2 separate regions of the Anser cygnoides genome follow, and region 1 is linked to region 2. The links are chromatin contacts, called in public Hi-C maps. All regions are on one chromosome and are shown on one strand. The core of a region is the stretch at or near the end of the contact, and the rest is flanking DNA. Distances in the headings are between cores, read along the strand shown.

Region 1 (5,845 bases), core at 849-3,348, 150 kb after region 2:
CCAGAACCTGATCTTTTCGTGCTTCCAGTTCAGGTCTCTACGGTCTGAGGCTGTGATGAGCTGTGGATTGGAGCTTCAGCCCTTCTGCATTTTCCCAAAAGGGGGAGATAATTTCAGTCCAGCAAACATAACTCATGCCAAACATACTTGTAGCTTGAGGTTTCATCAATTATCTAGGATCTCATACAAAGATAATTGAATTATCCCAAAGCCTTTGACAGATTTTGGATTAGTTTTTTTGGAAAAGGAGCTGCTGCTTGAAAATTAATTGCAAAATAGAAGGTCTTTCTCATTGAGTGCGATGAGGGATACCTTCAATTCACCCACCCAAAAATCACATTGCCAGCTGGCCAGGTTTCTGACAGCCTCGCCTTATCGATGGTAGCAATCGCCACTTCACAGCTGGCAGTGCATTCTCCTGAGACTGCGTGTCCCAGCATGAAAGGGTCTGGGCTAATTGAAGCAGATAGGCATAGCCAAACAAACCTGTTTTGTAGAAAACTTGCCTCCTTCTCCCATTGCTCAGCCAGAGGAGCTATGCTGGTTGCGATGTTTGGGCTTGGCGGTAGAAGACTTGTACGTAAGGTCAGAAAAAGGATCAGACTTCCACGGGAAATTTACCACCAATGGCAACTCAGCCAGCATGTGAGACCAGGATTCTGCAATACGTCGTGTGCTGCTTCAACCCCTGCACACAAATTGAAACTTACAGCCTGGTCTGCTAACTCAACCCTGTAACCACACAGCGTCACACAGAAAGGAGAAGTCTGTGTGCAGCATACTGGAGGATCAGACCGGTCGTATTAGCACTGCCTTTGTACTGCAGGTTGTTATACACGTTTGTAGAGGTCTGGGTGCAAAGATTTTTTGACAGCAGATGTTAATGTTCCCTATGTGATTTAGCCCGTTCTTTCAAATTTGCTCACCTTTTGAATATTTTAGTTTATCAACCTCTTAGGGTATGTGCCAATTAAATAATTCAGCTCATTATGCAAAAAAAAAGACTTCCTCAAACCAGCCTCTGGGCATGTGTACAAAAAGGTATCAAAGAGCATCAGTTAGCAAAAATAATATTAAAAGAGATAATGGAGTTGCTGTAGGGTGTTAATCAGCTGCAACATGGTGCCCCTGAGATGGCTTCATTTCAGTCCCAAAGAGATCCCCATATACCTTTTATGCAGTTTATGAGTCTTAATTAATGAGTGTTTGTAAAGAGCTTTGGAGCACTCGGATGAAAGATGCTCCAGGAATCCACACAGTGATTAATTACATAATTTCCTTATGGCCCCAACACCGGCAGCAGGACAGTTACAGCGCAGAGGGACGGCGCTGCACTGGTCCATCCCGACACGGCGACGGAACGGGAGAGATGCGGCCGCCTCCCGCGGCCCCTGCACAACCCGTGGGGTCCGTTTCGGGCCCCTCGTGGCGCTGCCTCGCCAACAGGGCCCCGCGCAACAAGGCCACTGGGATCCAGCCCCGGTGAGGCAGAAATGCCCCGGAACGAGGGAGTTTGCACAGGACCCGGGCCGAGCTGTGTGTCTGGGCAGGCCGTTCCTGCCCGCTGCCATGGCGCCGTTTGTCCCGTGCTCGTCGCCGCTGCCCCTCGCTGCCCCCAGCCGCTCCCCCCGCGCTCACAGCAACGCCAACGGCAGGCGGCCGGACGGGTCGTGGTGCGGTAGGGGTGGCTGTGGGACTGTGGGACGGCTGCTTTCTGGTGCCGTGTCTCGGCTTCACCATACATGAACCAGAAGTTACAACAACAGCGTTTGTAAAGCAGCTGTACCACACGCTACGCTTCGCGGGCCCGAGATGGCCGCAGGGGACCGAAGCCCGGCCCGGCCCCGAGCTCCCCGGGTCCTCCTGCCCTCACCAAAGATGGCGCCTCGGTCCGCCGGGCGCCCCTCGCCCTAACCAAAGATGGCTTCCGGCCGCCGCTCGCCCTCAGCAGCTTCTTGCCCTCACCCAAGATGGCCGCCCCGCCGCGCCCCGCGGATTGGCCGAGCGGGCTGACGCCGCCGCGGCCGTGTCGAACGAGGGGGGGGCCGCGGCCGCGTCCCGTCGTGCCGCGCGCGCCGCCGGCCGGCCGGAAGAGGGAGCGGGGCGGTTGTTGACAACATGGCGGCCGCTGGTGGCCCCGCGGGAGGAAGAGGCGGAGGGAGCGGCGGCGGCGGGCGGGGGGCGCAGCCCCGCTCCTAGGGGCCCGGCTCGCTGCCCGCTCCCGCGGCCCCCGCGGCCCCCGCCCGGCGGCCGCCTCGCCCCCTGCCCAGCGCCATGTCCTTCTTCAGGCGGAAAGGTAGGGCCGGCACCGGGCCCCGGGGCCCTCAGGGGCCCTCAGCGCCGGGGCCGGGGCCGGCCGGGAGCCGCCGCTCGGCCGGGCGGGGGAAGGGCCTCGGAGGGGGGCCGCGTGCTGCGGGGCCTCAGCCCGAACCGCGAGGGGAGCCGCGCCGTGCCCAGCCCCTCGTAGAAACGCCGGGGGAGGCACCGGCAGGGGGTTCGTCGGTGGCGGTGCGGCTGCAGGGGCACGGGCGGGAGGCTCGGGAATGAGGAGCCCCGAGTGCTCCGGGCGGTCCTGCGGCGCGGCTCGGCGCGGGTCGCTGGCCGTGGGACCTGCCGGAGGTACCGGGGCGGCAGCGATGCGATGAAACGCGCGGGGGTGCGCTGCCGGGTGCGCGGTGTGCGGGCCCCGGGGGTTCGCTGGAAGTGGCCCTGCTTAGGAAGGGCCCTTTGGGAAGGCAGCTCCGCTGTCAGCAGCGTGACCGCCGCTCTGCAGCGATGCGACGCCCTCCCAAAGCGCTCTCTCGGTTTCTACAACTCAAACTGTACGTCCTGGGAGATAAGGCTGTAAGCTGGGGGGAATAACGCGTTATCTGAGCAGACCTTTCTGCACTCGACTGACAAGTTCTGTTGTAAGCTTTCTGAGCTGAAGTAGCAGTGCTAAAAACTTCGTTTTTGGCGGAGAGTGTAAGCTTCTGTTCGTATTAGCAGCGATGGAGGCTTCCTGAAATTCGCTGAGGGTTTTGCAAGTGTTTAATGACTTTTGGGGCTGTTTATGTACTGATATGGAGCTGCAGAATAAAACTTTCATGCTGCTTATAAACAAACTGCTCCAAAATAGCTTCTGCTGCTTTGTAGATGAAAAGAATCGTGGAGCCGATGTTCCCTCCTGATGCTTAACCATAGGAACAGCGTGAGCTTTGGTGAAAACTTTCTCATGAAGGTAGTGAAGTGTCTGACTGGGTATCTGGAGCTTTGCTTAAAGCATCTTTGGTCAGAGAAGCACAGTCAGAGCTAAATGCCCAACAGAGGCACTGCTGAAGGGAGGAGAAAAGTAAGCTCTCATCTGGGCTGTACATAAATAATACTGCTTTGTGTATCTCTGTTACAGACACTGACTTTTAGAGAAAATCTTAAACTGCAGCTGGGAGAAAATTGACAGTTAAAAGCTTATGCTAAACCTCTGTAGACTAGACACATGCAGTCCAACACTGGCCAAAAGTGTCAGTGTTTTTGGGTTGGATTATTCTTATTTAAGCAGATACAATATTGGGTAAAGATTATAACAGTTGTTTACAAATGAAATCATAGCAAGGATGCTAGAGCTACTAACCTGTAGAAAAGTCTCAAAAATACAGCGAAGCATTTTTTTTAGAATGGTCTCTAAAATAAAGGTCTATAAAACTGAGGTTGGATAATCAGTAGAGAAATAATAACAGTTGGCCAGGAGCCAGGGGCTTGAGGGCAGATTATGGAGCCGTTATCAGTGAGAACAGTCGGACTCCATGCTCATTCACGGGGGATGTTTTGGAAATGATGTACGCTGTCCTACCAGCTGGCTGACCTCTGAAGTTGTGTGTTGCTTTTCCTACATGTACATGCGTGAGCAGCTTGGGCTCATTCATCCTTCTGTCTTTCTTTCATCCTTCTGTCATTCAAGATATGAATGAATCAACATTTTCAAATCTCTTGTGGTCTGATGCAAACCCCATTCACAACAGGGCAACGCTACTGGAAATTGTCACAGACCTCTGGGTCTCGGTAGTTGTGTACCGCAGTTATCTGTCTGGCTTCACGCAGACCAAATGACATCCGTTTTTGTGAGGAAAGTGAAAGTAAATTCCTTCAGTGGAGCTTCACCCCCCCGTGGTCTCCTCACGTACAGCAGTGTTCCTTTATTCTCTGCTGGTGCTCCTTAATCTTGTTCTGCTTGAAGCTGGCAGTGACAAAAGAAGCCGCTGTACAAAGAGGTTACGGTGTGGCCCGGGAGTTTGTATTACTGGTAGTAAGCAGGTAGTAAGGCAGTGAGGAACTGACAAGTTGGTGAGAAGGAACAAGTACATTGGAACAGAAAATAGGTGTGTGGAGGGCCCTTCTGCTGAAGCTCGGGAACTGTTGCCAGTAGTCAAGTATCAGTTGAACAAACTATTGGAATCATTCTAGAGAGATGCAGAGTTCCTCAGGCTGCGTGCTTTGTGATGAAGGGAATTGCTTCATGTCTACTGTAGCTCAGGGTTATTTCAGGCGTGCAGACTTCTTCAGTGGTTTCTCTCCTGCTCATCAGCACGCAGTCAGTTATGTAAAAGCTGGGCTGTTCTCACCATTCGTGTGCAGTTACATCTGGCTGTAAGAGCTCAGTTTAAAAGGAACCCAGTTCTTTTAGCTGAGGCTTAAACCTTTTTGTCTCGGGGAGAGTGTGGAAGCCGCTAGCTTAACTCTTAATCACTGAGGTGCCAGTTGAGATCTGCAGCATCCGTGCTGCTCGCAGGGAAGGCTGGCAGCGTGGCAGCGCTGCGGCCGCAATCGAGCAGGCAATTATGTAATGAGAGCTTAAAGTTTCCCTTTAAAATATTTAAAATGCTTAGGTCCGAATAGGAAGCGTTTTCTAATCTACCGGTGTTCTGTAATGCAAATGTTTGATTCTAGTCAGCTACGATTTGTGGTTATGTTTGGAAGGACTCCAGAATCGGTGTTCAAAGATGACCTATTTGTAGTAATAATCCCAGCCTGTAGCGGCTGTGGAACGCTCCTCTGGTAGATCGTATTCTGCAATGTCACCAGTTAATTTCTCGTGCCATCCTGCTTATGAACTCCTTTGGTCTCTTTATTTTTGTTTTAAATAGATCTCCTCATTCTCTTCCTTTAGGAGCTTCTTTTAAGAATCATTTTTTTAAAAGGCACTTTTTCATCACAAGTTGTTTTTTTAACTGTGATCTTCCCATCAATTGTTTGCCGTAGCCTTTGGTGATAGTTGAGCAATATTATTTATGGGATAATTAACTCTTCTCAGTGTCCTTCCAGAACATTTCTGTGGTACCCATGCATGGTGGAGGAGTCACGGGCTGTCCCAGGTTCCACGTGCACCTCCCCAGCCGTCCACGTTACACTGGTCTGCTGCTTGTTTTGGGGAATGCAATTTGTAGTTCAGAGAGCACCTGCCAGTGTCCTGCTCCTAGAACACATCTATCCCTTTCTTTCCAGTTAATGCTGTTTATTAAAGTAACCTTGAGTGTAGCCCTGCTTTGATCATATAGACAGCAAGCGTCTTTCTGAATGTTAATTCTAACGTAGTGTATTTCATTGAACTTAACTTGTGAATGGGAAGGTTTTGGTTTTGAAAGGAAAGCAACACAAAAGCGTTGAAAATCTGTCAGTCACTAGTTGTGCAGATTTAAATGTGAGATCACTTTTAACAAAATGATGGTGTGCATCTTCTTTGAAACTTGCTGAAGTTGGGAATTTTATATTCCTTCTCTGGTAAATGTCATTAGTCACCCAAAATAACATTAACATTTTCCTTTATATTTTACAGTGAAAGGTAAAGAACAAGAAAAGACCACAGATGTGA
Region 2 (5,133 bases), core at 868-3,367:
GAGTCTATTCTGTCACTTACTTTGTCAGGTAGTTCAACAATGGTGCTGTGTTTTGATGAGTGCGTAATATTAAGAGTTATCACCAGTGTCTCATTTAATGGAGCCCTGCAAAGACAGACGAGCCGAGTTAGACTGGTGCCTGAGTTCACAAAGATCGCTTCAGGTCTGTGGGAAAGTATCTACTAATTCCACACAGCTGTAGCAAATTTAGTCAGCAGTCCATACACAACAGTACAGTACCGATGTAGTACTCAGAGGAACACCAACACCAGATTGTTAGCACTATACTATTTCTTTTAACTGAAAAAGCGACTGGCATTGAACAGTTACATACCCACATTTCGCCTCCCTCTACCCCACACAAATGGCAGAGAAGAGCATTACAGCAAAATCCTACAATGGTAGGATTCTGGAGACTAAGAGGGGCAGAAATGATGGACATGTACTGGGGTGATGACAAGCAGAAATCATGGCCATAATGCAAGATTAAAAACAAACACAAGTAAAATAGCCCTGCAAAGCTTTCCCTCAGGGCTCCACTAAGCGTTTGTCCAGGAGGTTTAGTTGCAGAGCCATATGTAGATTATCCTAAGGTTCAAACACCTGTACTTCTCCATGAAGGAGATCACAGTACTACATACAACTTTGCAGAAATAAGAGTTCTGGACTGTTGCAGCCATGTCTTGCTATTTCCCCCTTTGTCACAATTCTTACATTGTCATCTGACTGTTCCCTTCACACACACCCCTACCTTTGGGATCTCAAAGTCTAAGTATTTAATGCTTCTTTCCTGGCAAGAGGCTGACAACAAAAACACGGCTAAGCAGTGCATTGTATTAAACAATATGACTAGGATGTATCAGCCCCTAGTCTGGGGTAGCTGCCTTTCTTTGCTAGAAAGGGTGAGTTCTGCTTGCTTGGTAATTTTTTGTGATCTTTCTAAGAAGTGCAAGTTCCTCTCAAGCATCGGTTTTTAGAAATAGAGAAGCTGCAGGTTCACATATGGAAGACAGTTCAGTAAGCTAATACAAGGTAGACAGTATAAAATGTCTTTTCCTGCTTGACTTCCCATACAAATGGCATGGGATATTACCGGAGACCAACTATACAAGGCCATTTCAGAGACTGCTGCACTGTCTTGGTCCAAACTGGCACTAAGTGATTTACCAGTCTAGAAGTAGCCAGTCACACACAGGTAAAAGTCCCTCTGTATAAAAAAGGTATCCAAGTCTGCAGGGAAATTTAACTATATAGCTACATTTTACCCTCTTGTTATTCCTTATTTCAAAGAGAAAAAGTTGTAACCATGATTTTACCTCAGAGATATCGTGACATTTGTTGAACTTCCATTTTCTAACAAAACCACTTCTGGGACAGACAATACAATGACTCCATCTGGGAGGAAATAAAAATTTGTCCATTACTACCTGGAGTGTCAGATTAAAAACAAAAAACAACACAACACCAGTACACTTTCACCAAACAGCAAAGGGAGTACTGCTTATTTCAAGGGAACTAAACAACCTAAAAGGAGAACTAAGTAACTGCCACTTGAACAAGTTACAAGGAAGCAATTTAAATATTTGATTTGCAGCAAGAGTTTGTGCCAAGACAAAGCTACAGAATACTTAAAACTCACTACTTGTTTCTTGATACGATCCCAGTAACTTGGAAGTCATAATGCTCAAAATTTAAAGTTACTGCTTGAGTGACAAATTCTTCACGTCCCCAGATGTTTCAAATAACGTATATTTACAATTATAATACTTCAAGAATCACAAGTGCCTTGCTATAGTGGTCAGAAGTATCGCTGTTATAGGGCACGCTTTGCAACAGTACAGCTATGGTATAGTGTGTCATGTTTTGAGAGGGGGTCATATTACAACGCCAATACAATTGACATCAAAACCATAAACCTGTCATGCATCATCAATTTTGGAATCCAAGTCTTTTACTATATGTACGTTTAAAGGTCAAAAGTGACAGATAAGAACAACAAATCTATTTAAGACCAGAAAAAGAGCACTAAAGAGGTTGCCCTGATTTTTTTTTTATTATTTTTAATATTATGTTTGGTAATGGACACCCTATTTTGTCTCCTGAACTGTAGGGTTCAAGAAAGCTAGAACTGAAATAATGAACTGGAAATACATGGGCTGGATACAGCGAAGTAGCAAACACCAGCAGTTAGCCTCTGAGGTAAGAATAACCGTGAATCCCTACACTGCCAGCATCCTCACATAACAGTTTTGAGTACTGTCTGCCTTCTGAAAGCAGACATATTTGGAAAGAAGTGGAAAACATTTTCTTTATAAGAATCAAATATGAAAGCTACTTCTTGCAGGAAGTTACATAGGCATTATCTGCAGTGACGAGCATCTTTCTTGTTACCTTATATTACACAGCATTCTTAAGAAGTTACTTAAATGCAGGAGAGCTCCCTAGTTCATCCCTGACTGCACCAGTCAGTATTTAACCTCCTTCAACTGAGGGGAGTGTCTGCACTCTCCTAGTGCTCCATCTGTCACTAGAGTGCCTCAGTATGAGCACATGAAGTCAAAGGCAGCATGTGAAAGAAGAGCTGATGGGCAACATGGCACAGATCTCCCCAGAGGGAGATGACTGGGGATACTGAGGAGCTACCCTTGTCCACCTCTTACCACTCTGGAACTGGTCTGCAGGCCCAAGCAGGGATGACCAAACACCACCACTCCCCAGCAGCATAGGCATGAGGTACAGTAGAGGAGGGAACAGATATTTCATCCTGATGGTGGCAGAGCTGCAGAAAAAACGAGGAGAAGGCCTTGCTCAGGTCCTACAAACTTTAAGTGGGTACCAGCCTGTTCCCCACTGCAAAATGGCTCCCTCCTCAGCACCACAGCCCCTGGCCCAGCCTGGCTGAAGGGCCCTCAGCACTCTCCAAAGGACACTGGGCTTTCAGCCTCTGTCTGCCCACGCTCCCCTGACAGTCTTCCCCCCTCAAAGCTTATCCTGCTCCTGCCACTCTGCTACCGTCCCCTGAGGTATCCCCCACTTCGCAGGACTACAAATCTCAGCAACCACTGCGCCCCCCACCCTCCCCACCTGCAGCAGAAGGGGCGCGGTGCACGCTGGGACTTGTAGTCCCCAACACTCTCCCCTCAGAAGGTACGGTGAGGCAACGCCATCCCACACCTTAGAGCACGCTAATACCAAGGAAGCGGCACTACGGGGAAAAAACACCTACCTCCTTTCAGCACTGCAACTCCGTCCCACGCACCCCGAGCTCTTCCCTTTTCAGCTCCTCACGTGAGGCGGCCGCCTATCGCCTCCCCGCCTAACGCCCCCTTCGCGCGTGTGCGCCGCTGTGGCCGCCCGCAGGCGCCATCTTGGGTGTGGCAGAGCGGGGCGGGCGCCGAGCTGGGGCTGGCGGCTTTGTGAGGAGGGGTCGCTGAGGGCCGGGGGGGGGACTCGGTGCTTCAGCTGCTCGCTGGAGTTTTGTTCCAAGTTGCAAAGGACGCTGGGGAGGGCTGGGGAAGGGATGGTTTTGCCACTCTCAAGATGGAGGGGCATTGCTCAAGTGCTGAAGGGAGACGTTTTCAGTCAGAGGGCAGAGTCCAGGCTCTCTCTCGGCCCAGTTTGCCCAGTCACCCCAGTCCCTGCACGCTGCTGGAGCAGTAGCAGTAGCCTGTGTTGTTTGTGCCCTCTTAGGGCAGGTGCTCCTTCAAAGGCAGCGAGGAACAACATAAGGGCTCAACACAGTGGATGTTGGTCGGACTACCGCCTAGAGAGACTTGTGTGTGTGAGGGAGGTGAAGGCAACTCGCCAGGGCCATGGCGGGCAGCGAGGCATCCTGCGTGCTGGGCATAGACCTGGGCACGACGTCTGTTAAGGCTGCCCTGCTGGTAGGGACAGAGCGAGGGCATGTGGTGGCAGAGAGCTGCTCCAGGGAGACACAGGCACACACCAGCAGCCTGGAAGCTGGACCGCAGGTAAGGGGTGGCAGAAAGCACTGCCAGCGATTTCAGGATAGTGGCATTGCCTTGTAGCAGTTGGGTTGTCTTGCTACGTTATGTTGACTTTGACAGATTTCTTGTTTGGTTGGTTTTTTGGTTGTTTGGGCTTGTTTTGTGTGTGTGCGTAGAGTGACAGAGATGGTTGCTATGTGTGTCTGGATGTCTGAAATGGGAATTAAAATGCTATCTGTTTTCTGTTCAAGAAAGCCAAGTAAAGCTGTTTTAAGAAAGACACAGCTTTTGAAAACCTGCTGGTTAAGTACTCAAATAGTCATGTCAAATTAGGATAGTACTGGAGTCAATGGGTTTGTTAGGTGAATAATAACTCTTAGGAACTTGTTCCCTCTTTTCTTACCTCTTTTCAAAATGGAGGCACCTGCCAGGAACATTCCATAAGTGGCACCACTGAGTCAAACTAATTGCCACTGCTGGAGCCTCCCACATTCCTGAGATGGCAGCCCAAGCTCAACTTTATCTTCTGAGAACGTACAGACCTGCAGAAAGCCTGCTTCTGCTTCCATTATGGCCTCAAAGATGTCACAAGACAATCTAAAACTATTCTTCCATGAACAATGCCTTTGTCTTTGATGCTGTCAGTTCAGGAAACAGCAACCACTTGCCAACTTAAAGGGTATGTTGCACTTTAACGTGAGATGGAATCGTAACTGGAAATTCCCTGTGGAAATAACCAGGAACGTATGTTCCTGTTAAAGGGCTTTAGGTTAATTATGTTGTTCAATCAAATAAAGAATGAATCAAAATCATAAACATTATGTATCAACATTCCTGTGGCCTAGTATTGTAGTGTTTCCAGGGACTCATTTCTGAGCGAAGATACTGGACAGGCCAATGCTTCTCCCTACAGTCACGTTTATGCAGCTAGAAGTACACATGCCCACAACAGTTCACAGCTATGTGTAGGATATATGTAAATACTTTTGCTTATAATCTTTGTTCTGGTCTGTCAAAGTGGTCTGAATTTTCAAAAGGGTGAAAGCTGTAATGCAGCTTATCTTGTGGCAGGGCTTGGTCAGTTTACTGAGTAGATCTGTGCAGTTTGCTTGGCAGTTCTGGGAACAGAGTATCTAGAAATGAAGTATCAGCATCATCCAAGTCAACAGTGCGTAGAGGCTTTAGG

The links. A called contact is a pair of places that touch in the nucleus more often than the background predicts.
Region 1: a contact with region 2 is called in a Hi-C map of liver, with 1.6 times the contacts expected there. The contact joins the promoter of AKAP10 here to the promoter of SHPK in region 2. A contact is called at or near these places in 2 of 7 Hi-C or Micro-C datasets (both in liver).

The regions. Positions count from the first base shown.
Region 1 is chr18:9,176,522-9,182,366 of Taihu_goose_T2T_genome, forward strand. AKAP10 (A-kinase anchoring protein 10) reads left to right here and starts at 2,099. Exons shown (of 15, transcript XM_048074253.2): 1 at 2,099-2,296; 2 at 5,810-5,845. The coding sequence starts at 2,275.
Region 2 is chr18:9,029,625-9,034,757 of Taihu_goose_T2T_genome, forward strand. It overlaps SHPK (sedoheptulokinase), which reads left to right and starts at 2,118. Exons shown (of 7, transcript XM_066979756.1): 1 at 2,118-2,199. The coding sequence starts at 2,137. CTNS (cystinosin, lysosomal cystine transporter) reads right to left here and starts at 3,371. Exons shown (of 11, transcript XM_013196487.3): 1 at 3,227-3,371; 2 at 2,661-2,779; 3 at 1,317-1,395; 4 at 21-105. The coding sequence starts at 2,763.